Linked DNA regions of Mus musculus: region 1 is linked to region 2. The links are chromatin contacts, called in public HiChIP or PLAC-seq maps. All regions are on one chromosome and are shown on one strand. Each heading gives the region's core, a stretch centred on a gene start, on an enhancer-like site or on the middle of the called end of the contact. The rest is flanking DNA. Distances are from core to core; before and after follow the strand shown.

Evidence for each region. HiChIP or PLAC-seq counts read pairs in DNA pulled down with a chosen protein or histone mark.
Region 1: an H3K27ac HiChIP or PLAC-seq map of large pre-B cells shows a contact between it and region 2, with 2.1 times the contacts expected there. The contact joins two enhancer-like sites. A contact is called at or near these places in 1 of 484 Hi-C or Micro-C datasets (nephron progenitors) and 6 of 115 datasets of contacts at active chromatin or transcription factors (the HPC-7 cell line, T-cell acute lymphoblastic leukemia, bone marrow-derived macrophages and 3 more).

The regions. Positions count from the first base shown.
Region 1 is chr8:35,426,581-35,432,917 of GRCm38.p6, reverse strand. No RefSeq gene overlaps it. Among named protein-coding and RNA genes, the nearest start is that of Gm34853, 6.8 kb to the left of the region's middle. Within about 2 kb of position 2,022, at least 92 of the 459 cell types and tissues checked have an H3K27ac peak or open chromatin away from gene starts, as enhancers often do.
Region 2 is chr8:35,238,897-35,245,495 of GRCm38.p6, reverse strand. Gm34597 (a long non-coding RNA gene) reads left to right here and starts at 17. Exons shown (of 4, transcript XR_870339.1): 1 at 17-80. Within about 2 kb of position 4,390, at least 8 of the 459 cell types and tissues checked have an H3K27ac peak or open chromatin away from gene starts, as enhancers often do.

The DNA.
Region 1 (6,337 bases), core at 773-3,272, 190 kb before region 2:
ATGTTCTAGCCTACATCCCCACCCACACTTTTACTGCCTTCTAAACATGTACTGCTTTTGTTAAAAAAAGCTTTCAGTGTTTACTAGAGAAAGGGTCATTAGTCCATCGTGTGTCTGTGCACCATCAGCCTCAACAGTTAAAAGCTCCCAGTCAACACCGCCCTGTCTACATCACCCCATCCACCCACCCCAACCCCAATAATGATTCTGGAATGGAGCCCAGAAAGCAGGAGCTTTACGGCTTCGTGTCTTTCTCTTCCTCATCATACCTTCCAACTCCCCACAGCAGAGTTCTAAGGTGACAAGGCTAGAAATGTCTTTGAACAGTGTTCCCATTTGTACAGTTCACTAGTTATCTGCCTTGCCAAAACAAGAAGCCCTGGGTCCTCCTTGCCCGGCTTCCTTCACGCCCACAGTTTGCACTTGGGACTTTAGTGTTGGAAGCCACACCCCAGTCATAAGACTTTGGCTAGGTCTGGGGCCTGGTGACAGTGGAAGGAGTAAGACGTGGCTTTGCTCACAGCTCTGTGAGATCCTTCTGGGAGCTGACTTAGCCACACATCCTTGAAGCTTTCCCTGTCTCTTCACTGAGCTTGGATCCAAGCGCCAAGCGAGGCACAAAGCTCTACCCTCGTGCTAAATATATCACCGGGTCTTCAGCACTTAGACAGTGATAACACTGGAAGGATTATTAAAAGCAGCAGAAACATGCTACTAAATCAAAGTTGTGTAAACTGTGCTATTGGTGCGATGTGGAATATTCTGTGGTGCTCATTGAAATGACGTCATAAAAGCATCCTTGTTGACACAGCTTTGATCCTATATTGTTAAGTGAAAGATAGCTTCACAGCCTCATTTTATCGATCTTTATCCTGGAAAAGACTAGCATGGTTAGCTCTTAGGCATAAGGTTATATTAAAACCTTGAAGTCTCAAAACGATTATGCGTACTAAGGACTTCCTTCTTGTCGTTTTTATTTTTAAAAAAATTCTGCAGTTGTCAGGTTGGACTTGTGTGATTATATATACGCTAATGCACATATATACATCAGAGCAGTAGGAGAACATTTTAATGGGTACATTTAGACACCCTACCTTCTGCACACAGCATCTTCCCCTTGTATCCGCATGGGGCATCAGGCCCACCAGGGTTCTGGATTACTCTACTTCTGCTAAGGTAGGATGAGACAGTGGTAGATACCTAGCACTCAGGTAGCTGAGGCAGGAGGTTGGTGAGTTTGAGGCTAGCTTGGGCTATAAAACAAAACAGTCTCAAAACAAAACAAAAACAAAAAACAAACAAACAAACAAAAACCAGCTGAAGGAAAAGAACCCAAAGGCTGGTATGCCCATCCCCCAGAACCCCTGCATTTCCCACAGAACCCCTGTGTGTCCCAGGATGGTCAACAACTCAGTTTGCCTGGACTGAGGGCTATCCTAGGCTACAAGATTTCCTGCGTTCACTGAGAAAGCCTAGGCCAATTTTGGGACCAATTGGTCAGTACTTCCCAGGCATAGAGGTTGACTCTGATTCCCTTCGTAGAATGCATTCTCCCACAGGTCTGAATTCTTCTGGTCTCAAAGCTAGGAGGGCATGAAGTTCAGCAGGTGGAGCAGGACTCAGAAACAAAACAAAACAAAACAAAACAAAACAAAACAAAACAAAACAAAACAAAACAAAACAAAACACTCTGCACTTTTGTCTCTGCATTTAGCCCAGGGCATGCTTTTGTTCTGTGTCTGAGCTTCCAGAAATAAAATGAAATAAAAGATTATCTAAATAATTCAGGACGAACTGGTTATTCAGTGAAGTACTTTCTCACATCCACTATTAAGGACTCCTTTTTTGTAGGCTGAAGCTAACGTTTATTCCATTCCTTTGGCTCTACGTTTTCCGGCTAAAGCTTTTAGCGTAAAACAAAAGAAGAAAGGGGTCAGGGACCGGAAGAGAAAAACCACAGCCAGTGTGGGAAGGAAACCTGTCGCAAGCGGAAGTCTGTGTTAACTGCACGGAGCTTCAATGAGGTTTGCCTGTGCGCCCCAGAGCTCAGGTTTGTAAACCGAGGCAAAGGGATGAGGGTGTCAGACGCTGTGACGTGTGTCACCCTTTGGCCACACTGATCTAGCTGTGGGACGTGACAGGGAGTGTCTGCCCAGAGCTGGCCTGGCTCACTCGGGTAGGTCATGTGGGTAGCCGATGGACCTCTCCGCATTTCTCTGTCTTGACCTTGGAGGTCAAGAGTGCAGAGTAGGAGAGCGCTGGCAAAAGTTAGACGTGACCTGTAGTTCATCCACTTCCGGTGTGCTGTTTGAGAAGTTATTTGACCTCACTATGAAATGAGTAATGTGAATGATACTCTTCTTACTCCACATTGATCTTTCTCCTCGCCAGACACCTGGGCACGATGAGACCTGCGGTCCTTTCAAGACAAGAAAGAAGCTGATCCAAGGAGTACAGAACAGCATTCGCAGCTCTGTGTGCACAGTGTCCTCTGAGCTTGGAATCCAGGACTTCTCCAATGGGAAACCTTTTCTTTTCTTTTCTTTTCTTTTCTTTTCTTTTCTTTTCTTTTCTTTTCTTTTCTTTTCTTTTCTTTTCTTTTCTTTTCTTTTCTTTTCTTCTCTTCTCTTCTCTTCTCTTCTCTTCTCTTCTCTTCTCTTTCTCTTCCTCGTCTCTTCCTCGTCTCTTCCTGTCTCTTCCTCGTCTCTTTCTCGTCTCTTTCTCTTCTCTTTCTCTTCTCCTTCTCTTCTCTTCTCTTCTCTTCTCTCCTCTCCCCTCCCCTCCCCTCCCCTCCCCTTCCCTTCTCTTCCCTTCCCTTCCCTTTCTCTTCTCCTTTCTTTTCTCTTCTTTTCTCTCTTCTCTTCTTTTCTCTTCTCTTCTCTTCCTTCTCTTCCCTCTCCTCCCCTCTCCTTCCTCTTTCTCCCATCTCCCTCCCCTTCCCTCTTTCTTTATTTTTTTGGGACAGGGCTTCTTTATGTTGGCCTGGCTGTCCTGGAACTCATTCTGCAGAGCAGGCTGGCTTCAAACTCAGAGGTCCACCTGTCTATGCTTCCTAAGTGCTGGGATTAAAGGCATGTGACACCACTAGCACCACTACTACCCCTTTGTTAGCTTGTAGTTATTGTACAAAATATGGAGTTTCATGAAGACATTTTCCTACCAACAGATGATGTACTTTGGCCCCCCACTGCCATTACCCTCCCTTAACCCCACCCACCTTCCCCTGCTAGCCTTCTTCTACTTCTCTCCACACCAGAACTTTAGATTTATCTTTGTTTTCCAAGACAGTCTCCTATGTAGGATTTCTTGTGGCTCATGAGCTGCTTTTGCAGAATGCTGGGAAACTGGTTTGTGTGAGGAGAGAGGACAGAGGAGCCCTGGGCACACGAGGACTCCCAGTTCCAGCTTCAGAGCAAATGAAATCAGTCTCTGTGCTATCAAAGATCCCCGGGCCACAGATTTCTTCAATGCCCTTCCTACCTTGTCCTCACCAGCAACAGGATCTGTCAAGGTTTGGGGAGACAAAACCATTCCTAGGCATTCCCTGCTCTCTATCCTTGGGGAAAACAGTGACATCAGGAGAGAGAGTCCACTTGGATTGTTGGTGGCGATATAGAGTTGGGAAGAGATGGGTTCAAGTGCAGTACTCACACCCCTCCACTTCCCCATTTTGGAAGAATGTGAATAGAGAGGAGAAGGAGGAGGAGGAGGGAGAGTCGGGGAGGGGGAGGAAGAGGATGTTAACTTGAATATGAGACAGATTTCTGAAATTACAGGGAGAGCAGTGGCAGAATCACTTTGATGCAACTTTCTAGGAACAAGTAGCTGGGAGCAGAATGAACGTGGCTCTACATTCTGCTGAGCTGGCATCCACCTCAGTATGCATCACACCTCTTCTCTGAAGGAGCGTGGGCGTGTAACCAAACTGACACAGGCAGACACCCCGAGTCCCATGAAAACCCCACCCACCTCCGTGAGCAAACCTCATCCAAGGACCCAGCACCAACCCAACTATCCAGAAAAGCAAGCGCTTCACTCTCCTTCATCTACGGAGAGGAGACAGGAGGGCAGTGGATCAGTGGGGGATGTGATGCGTTCAGGCAGGCTTTGCTAGAGAGAGAGAGCGCATAGTGGTGTCAACTGACAGGAAGCAGGTAGCCCAAATATGCAAAAACCCTTCAGTGGTCCAGTTCTTAGAATTTGCTAAGGTTTGAATGTGTTCACCACCACCCATGAGTAAGAAACAATCCCAGAGCAACCACGGTGAGAAGAAGGACCCTGCAAGAACTGTGCCTTCATTAACAGAGTAGTGGGTTGGTTTTCATGGAGTGGGGGCCCGGGAAATGGAAAAGTTCCACTTCCTTCTCTTGTTCTGTATTGCTGTATTGCTTTCTGCCCTCCATTAGAGTCAGTAATCCACGAGGATACTCATGAGATATGAGGCCCCTGATCTTGGGCTTGCCAGCCCCGAGACTATAAAAAATAAATATGTATTTTTATGATGGCTACATGGCTAATGCTGATAAACACACATGCAACCACAGGGTGGACCCAAGCAGTCTCGGAAGATGACGCTCTGGTTCTGAAAGGGAACAGTAACGCATTCGCATTGTGAAAGTAGTCCAATAGGGAGAAATGAGAAGGAACTCTCCCCTAGCCTCATAGGCAACACGTTAGGGAAGAAATCAGGGAAGTAAGAAGTTGCTACTACAGCTGGCGGAAGAGAGGTGAAAGATTTCAACCAATAGCTTTTCAGTGTAACTACAACTGAGAACTGCTTTGAACAATTTTTATTTTATTATTATTTATTTTCTATTTGTGTGTCTGAGCATATTGTGTATGTGTGTGCATATATATGTATACACACACACATATGCCATGGTACGTGGGTGGAGGTCAGAGGTCAACCCTGGGACTCCTTCCACCATTGGTTCAGGTCCACAGGCTTCGGCGGCACATGTGGTCAACCCTGGACCCACCTCACCTGCCCTTGAGAACGAACAACAGAGGAAGAAAAATTCCAAACTGTTCTGGTATGAGATTTGGGATATTCTGTTTTTTTTTCTCCCTCTCTATTTGTTGCTTTGTTACTTTCCTGCAAATGCTCTTACTATATAGCTCAGGCTAGGCTCAAACTTCCGAGCCTCCTGCCTCAGCATTCTAAGTACTGGACGTAGAGGTGTGGGGAAACCATCTGTGCCTGGCTTACATTCCTTACCATGTAAATATCATCTTCTAAGACTCCGTTTTAGCTAAGGATTGCATCCAGTTCAGAACTCAGCAAAGAACACACATGCTGAAGTTGTCTAAGTCAAGGATTTTATATCTGTATGCATATATCCTCCCATTCTCTTCCTCTGTACGTTTCAAACAACGGTACAGGCCCCAGTACAATCATTTGGTTTTCTTCCCGGACTCTTGGCTAGCATCCCGCTCCCTGGCTCAGGAAAGAAAGAAACACCAGCGCCCAGAAGTTCAAGTCTCTGCCGCTGCTCCACAGTTCCACGCTCAAATAAAACTGCCCTGGTTGGTTTGCATTTGCATGTGCAGTGTGGTGGTTTGAACTTGGTCTTCCTATAAATGAATCTATCTGGGGAAATAAATCTGGGGGTTCTTAGGTCAGTACTAATACTATGAGAGTTTGGATCCCAAGAAAGCGCATTTGTCTGGTTTGTGCATGACAGCACTCAGGGACAGATTATCCCAGTTCCTGAAAACACTTAGGCCTATATACTTAGGACTTAAGTACCCATTTATGGCTTCATAGTGGCATTTCAGGATCTATACTCAAGTTTTAAAGAGACGGGCATTTCTAAATGGTCCTTTAAAAGGTCCAGCGAGCACAGTATTGATCATTGGACTTTGGGGGGGAGGAGGTTCTATAGTGATGAGCGTCTGTGTTTTGATGGTGGAATCACCATGGCTCTGTGAAACCCCTTGTTTGCCAGGATGAGTATTTGCTTCTCTTTTTTTTTCTGGAACCTTCTGTCTGCACCATGGGACTATGCCGAGTGCTAATTGAGTTCATTTGTTTCCCCATCAGCCCAGCCCACCTGTATGAAAATAAGGGCTGCTCTGAGGAGTACGGGCGGGTATAACTGTGGGCAGGTGTCTGTCGTTTTGCCTAGACTGACATTTTTGTTTCCTCAGCTTCCTCATTCCCCCTGAGACCTGAAGACTTATTATAGCTGTATTGTGTCTTGGTTTTCTACGACTGCTTTATCCATCACCAAAAGCCAGACCAAGCACCCGAAACAGCAGAGTTTCACCGTCTCACGGCGGCCGCTGGTTTCCTCTGACGACTGTAGGCAGAGCCCATCCTGGCGATTGCTGGTGT
Region 2 (6,599 bases), core at 3,141-5,640:
AGATTCCGGGATTTTCACAGCATGGATGAGACAGATCGAGAGGTGTTCCTGAGACCTGGACCACAGAGCCAGATTTTTGGGTAAACTTTAGCATACCATTTCAGAGCTCAGATCCTGTTTTATTTTGAAATAGAGTTTTCTGGAACCCAGGTACATCTTTATTTCATTGGCATCAGTTCCTTAAATTTTTAAAAATATTTATTTATTTTATGTATATGAGTACATCATTGCTGTCTTCAGACACACTAGAAGAGGATGTCAGACCCCATTGCAGATGGTAGTGAAGCACCATGTGGTTGCTGGGAACTGAACTCAGGACCTCTGGAAAAGCAGTCGGTGCTCTTAACCACTGAGCCATCTCTCTAGCCAGTTCCTTAAAATTTAAGGTCTTGCATGGAAAACAAACAACACCGCCCCCCCCCCCAAACAACTAGAAACAAAATTTGATTGCTCCTGGAATTCCACACTGGGAGTCCCAAGCCGCTGATTTTTCACAACCCTGAAGTCCTCCTTTGGAATCAGGGGTGGTGTCTCTGTAGTGGCTTTGGCCAGCCTTTTCAGCTGCTCTTTCCTTCTCTGGTACTCCAACCCTTCCAAAGCAGGACAGTGTGAAGTTGGGAGAGCAAGCCTTTCTCTTCACCCACATGGCTTCCTTTGGAAGCAGATACGCCCTTTCTGCCTGGGCCCCCATGGTCATGTCCGGAGCTCACCAGCTCACAACAGAGATGCCCTGCGCTGGTAAATCAGAAGCACAGAATCCCAAGAGCCATTGCTTCCATTACAATTACACGCTCATCTATCTGACTTTGGGAAAAGCTGGGGTTGGAAGCCTTTAGTTGGGGTGGCGGGGGTGGAGGACTGGGGGATGAGGGGGTGGGGGTAGCAGGATGTGTGTGGCAGGGGATGGGGTGGGTGGGGGGAACCACCCAAACTCTGGTGAATTGTGCTTTCTGGGAAAGAACCCTCCAACTGTTGACCATGCCCTGCGCATGCGTACACTGTGCTGCCCTGAGATGGCTCCCCTGCCAGACGCTAGGGTCGTTCACTATGTGGCTCTTCTCTTTCTCGCCTTCCTTTCAGTCTTCCTGTTTGCTTTTACAGTTTAGTTAAAGGATGGACAAGGCAAGCACAAAGGGAAATGGGAAAAAAAATACGAAAAGAATACATCGGAACTCCTTCCATGCTGTTTCTTCAGGAAAGTTCCTTTCTGAGGAGCCAACCATGGTTTTGTTTGCTGGATATCTTTCCAGAAATGTGATGAACTGACCCATCAGGAGTTTCTGTGGTGTCAGTGGATGCGAGCTTATGACGTGTGCATACACACATTAATAAATATTGCATGATAATATGCAGCCCACAATAAGGCTCTATACTTCCCGAACTGTGTTAAGTACTTTATACATTCAGTACACTGTTACTACCCCCATTCTGAGGTCCTCATCAACAAGGAATCTCTCCACCATTGCAGAACTCTCTCCTGGGAGAGACAGAATTCATATCCCAGCAGGCTGGTTTGCAATTCATCTCCCCAAACATTGCCTCTGCCCAGCTGCAGAGGACGGGATCTTGGTTCGGCAAGCTCCTGGTCAGGGCCAGGAGCCCGTGACTCAGGGTCCCAGAAAGCACAGCAAGGGCTGATGGGTAATAGGCAAAGCGTTCCTGGCCTGCCCTTGGCTTCCTTTGTCTGCAAATAACAATTTGCAGAGTTTAATTAACAGCACACTTGCAGGAAGGCCAAGAACAACAGGAGCTCCGCGGGTAGATGCCTTGGGGTTGGAAATCCGGACTGGAAGGCCTTTGTTTCCATCTTTCAAACGACAATGATTAGCAAGAGGGCGGAGCTGTGCGAGCTAGGTCTGGGCAGGAGAGGGGTATAGATTAATTACACAGATGGATCGCTTTGCTCAGAAAAAAAGCCAGTGATGGTTTGATGGAGTGACTTCTGCAGCCATAAAATCAGGAGATAGATGGCTCTCTCTGAGCCAAATGGGAGCCCTGAAGAAATTGACCTTATGTCCAAAAGTAAAAATGATCTGAATGAGTTTCACCAGGTGGGAGGGAGTCGCCGCCTGATACTTTCAAACAGTGATTCCTTGCCAAAGATGCTGGACTCAGCTGTCAAACTAGGGACGAGTTCTCTTGACAGACTGCCTATGAGCCTGCAGGAGGAACACTGTTCCCAGACACACAGAAGATTAGAATTGAGGGTCAATACCTTGAAAAAGACCTTTGTGCGCATGAGGGATTAGGGAGAAGGCTGTGGGGTGTCCGCTTATTTTATAGTCAAGATATATCTTTAAACTCAATTTATCTCATGTCCCTATCCAGAAGCAAGCTGTGACCCGCTCTGCCCTGTGGGGGATATGTTCTGCCCCATGGGGGATACGAGTGCACCCACTGGGGATGCAGACAGCTTACTGTCTGTAGTGGCTGGTTTTGTCTGTCTTGACACAAGCTGGAGTTATCACAGAGAATGGAGCCTCCCTTAAGGAAAATTCCTCCATGAGATCCAGCTGTGAGGAGTTTTCTCAGTTGGTGATCAAGTAGAGGAGGGCCCAGCCCATTGTGGGTAGTGCCATCCCTGGACTGGTGGTCCTGGATTTTATAAGCAAGCTGAGCAAGCCAGGAGAAGCAAGCCAATAAGCAGCACCCCTCCATGGCCTCTGCATCAGCTCCTGCCTCCAAGTTCCTGTCCTGTGTGAGTTCCTGTCCTGACTTCCTTTGGTGATGAACAGTAACGTGGAAGTGTAAGCTGAATGAAGCCCCTTCTTCCCTAACTTGCTTCTTGGTCATGATGTTTTTGTACAGCAATAGAAACCCTGACTAAGATACATTCCTTTGGGCCAGAGTTTTTCAGGGTTTCTCAGGTCAGCCTTACCAGGGTTGCTAGGCAGGTGCTTCACTGCAGTTTTCCTGAAGGGCACTGACATGGCAAATAAACTGAAGAGACAGATAGAGACTCGACAGTGCAAGGGCCTGGGTGAAGGCCGGGGCTGGCTGAACTACTGGCTAATGACAAGAACTTGATGAGCTGAAGTCTTTGAGTCTCATTTATGTCAGTTTTTAGGAGGATTAGTGGTCTCCCTCCACCCCCCCCCCCCACATGACATCAAGATGGAGACAGAGAGCTTGGATGTCATTTGTAAGCTACAATGCACCTTGAGAAGTTGAGAAGAGCATTTAGCACAATGTCGGGGCGGAACATACCTGAGAGGGGTTGTCTGCTTCTGGTCCCACACATACTGCTTTTGGATTTTTTTTCTTTGTTTCACTATGCTAATGAATATACATAAAATCTACCACTGGGTAGCTTTTTCATCCTTGGCCCAGGTCTTGTCAATTCTGAGAAAGGTCTCACAGGAACTCTAGTTTGTAGCATTCTTGTAACCACATAAAAAATGATTGGCATGTTCTACGGTTTGAATATGACATAGCCTTGGTAGGCCCATGTGTTGATCTTCTGGGCTCTAGCTGGTGGCTCCGTATAGAAGGAGATGAATAGTTTAGGAAATACAACCTGGTTGGAGGAGTTAGGCCCCTGGGAGAGGTGTCTTTGAACATTATCGTCTATAATACCTTCTTCTCTCTCTCTCTGCTCCCGATGTTCTGCTCAAATGCATGGGGCCAAGAACCAGGGACTAAAACTTCTGAAACCATGATGCAAGCACATTGTTTTTCCTCCTTTAAATTTGTTCTTTAAAATGTACATCTGCATGTCTTCTGTGTACATACCACGTGTCTGTGTGTGCTCAGAGAGGCTATAGGAGGGCATCAGATCCTCTAGAGCAGGCGTTCTAGGGACTTTTTGGGCTGCCTGATTACTGGGAACCAGATTGAGGTCCTCTGGAAGAGCAGCGAGCACTCTTCATCCCTGAGCCATGTGTCCAGCCCCATAAACTGGTTCATTGAGGAAGTTGGTCCTAGCCACAAGAAAGAATGACTGACACAGTGCCTCTTAATTGTATAAAATAATGGCTTCCATCCGATTTCAGACGTACAGATAACGCACATCGATCATACTTGCTGACACCTTTCCTCTCTCTCCTCCCTCCTCACACCACTTTTCTCATCTTTAGTATATGCCACCCACTTTCACGCCATCTTCTTTTTATCTATCTCCCCTCTAGAGTCCACACATGAAATAACATCATGATATCTATCTGAGTCTGGCTTACTCTGCTTGGAGGCCAATCCATTTTCCTACAAGTGGTATGATTTGATTCTTCGTTGCTCAACAGCGCCCGTGCTGTTTATCCGTCCATCTGTGGATTCCATAACTGCAGTATGGTGAATCATGTCACAATAAGTGCAGGTGTTGGAAGTCTCTCTGCTGTACTGCTGACTTTGAAGTCTCTGGGGATACACCCAGGAGCAGTACAGCTGAATAGTCACCATCGTTCTATTTTTAGCATCTCAAGGAACCTCCCACTGGTTCCACAGTGGCTGATGTACTTGACATTCTAACCTTCAGTGTAGAAGGCTTTCTATCCCCACCTCCCACAGTTTTTCAGGATCTGTTGATATTTGTTTTCTATATTTTTTAAAGTTATTGCTGGGACGTGTGCAATTCTTAATATTGCAAGAATGTGCATCCTTGAAGATTTGTTTTTAATTATGTGTGTGTGCGTGCCTGTGTTTGGATATGTGCATGTGAGTGGAGGGGTCCTCAGAGGCCAGGAAAAGGCATCGATCCCTTGGACCTGGTGTCAGAAGATGTTGTGAGCCACCCAATGTGGGTGCTGTGAGCTAGACTTTGGTCTTCTGGAAGAACAGTGTGCATTCTTGACTACTGAGCCGGGTCTCCAGCCCTGCCCCATCCTGGTTTGTTTTCCTTATGACAGCTATGCCAATGGGTGAGATGGAATCTCAGTTTTGAGTTGCATTTCCCTGACACTGAAAGAATCTGAACATTTCTTTAGATCAGTGATTCTCAATCTTCCCAATGCTGCAGTCCTTTAATACAGTTCCTTATGTTGCGGTGACTCCCAACCATAAAATTATTTTTGTTGCAACTTTGTAACTATAGTTTTGTTATATATGAATTATAAAGTAAATATCTGATATGCAGGGGATATGACATGCAACCCCTGTGAATGGATCAGTCTACTTCTGAAGGGGTCATGACCCACAGGTTGAGAACCACTGTTTAGGTGATTATTGTCAGTTCATGCTTCTTTTCAGAAGTCTTTGTTCAGTTCATGTGCCCATTGATAGCTGAATTGTTTGGTTGTGTAGTGTTGTATCTCCTTAACTCTTTATATATTGTGAATCTTAAGGGTCAGTCAGTCAGTTGAATAGCTAGGAAATTTTTTCTCCCACTTTCTAAGCAGTCTCTTCACTCTGCTATATTTTCTGTTGTGCAGAAACTATTTCACTTATGAAGCCCTAGTGACCAGTTCTGGAATTATTTCCTGTGTTACTAGAGTTCTAGTTAGGAAAATTTTTCCTGTGCCAAAATCTTGAAGTGTTTTTTATTATTTTCCTGAAGTACTTTCCTTTTTTTAGATTTATTTATTTTATGAGTACACTGCTGCTGTCTTCAGGCACACCAGAAGAGAGCACTAGATCCCATTATAGATGGTTGTGAGCCACCATGTGGGTGCTGGGAATTGAACTCAGGTCCTCTGGAAGAGCAGTCAGTGCTCTTAACCACTGAGCCATCTCTCCAGCACCCCTGTTCCACTTTCAAAATTTCAAGTTGTAGGTTAAGGTCTTTGATCCATTTAATCAATTTTTGTAGAGGGTAAGAGTATGGCTCTAGCTCCCACCTTTGACATGAGGATATACAGGGTTTTTTTCCACCAGTTTGTCAAAGAGCTGTGTTTTCTCCAGTGTGTGTGGGGGGCACCTCTGACTACAGACAGACAGGTGACCGTGGATGGATGAGTTTATTTCTTCACTCTGTTATGTTGTTCTAAATGTCTGTTTTGTGCCTGTAACTCAGGTTTTGTTACTATGACTACAGTACTACACAGTAGTATGATTTGACATCCAGAGAGTGAAATGCTTCCAGCATCATAGCTATTTTTTACTCAGAATTGCTATGTCTGAGTATTTTATTTATCTTTGGGTATTTTATGCTGCAAAATGCATTTCAGGGTTGTTCTTTCTAGCTCTATAGAGAACTTCGTGAGTTCTGAAGGATTTCGTGGAACCCGCACTTTGCACTTGCTAGTGTGACCGTACTAACAATAGAACAATAGTAGTTCTGCCAATCCATGGACATCCGATGTCTTTCTGTCTTCAATTCTTCCAAACTCCTCCTTTAGTGCTGCATAGTTTCATCAATAGAGATCTTCCATCTCTTTGGATATGCTGATTCTTAACGATTTTATTTTAGAGGGAAAGCTGTTGATAACAGGGCTTTTAAACATTCTCGGTAATTTTCATGCCAATATATCTTAGAAGTTCTTGATTTTGTAGGCCGACAGCATAGTTTGCTGCTGACTTTGTCTGGCACTTCTAGGCATTTTCTTGGTGAAGTGTTTGCAGGCTTCCATTCATAAGATCGCATCATCTGCAGTCACACACACTTGAACTTCTTCCTTTCCTTTGTACTTGTATCCCTTTTCCCTTGGTTTTCTTGTCTGATTTCTCTG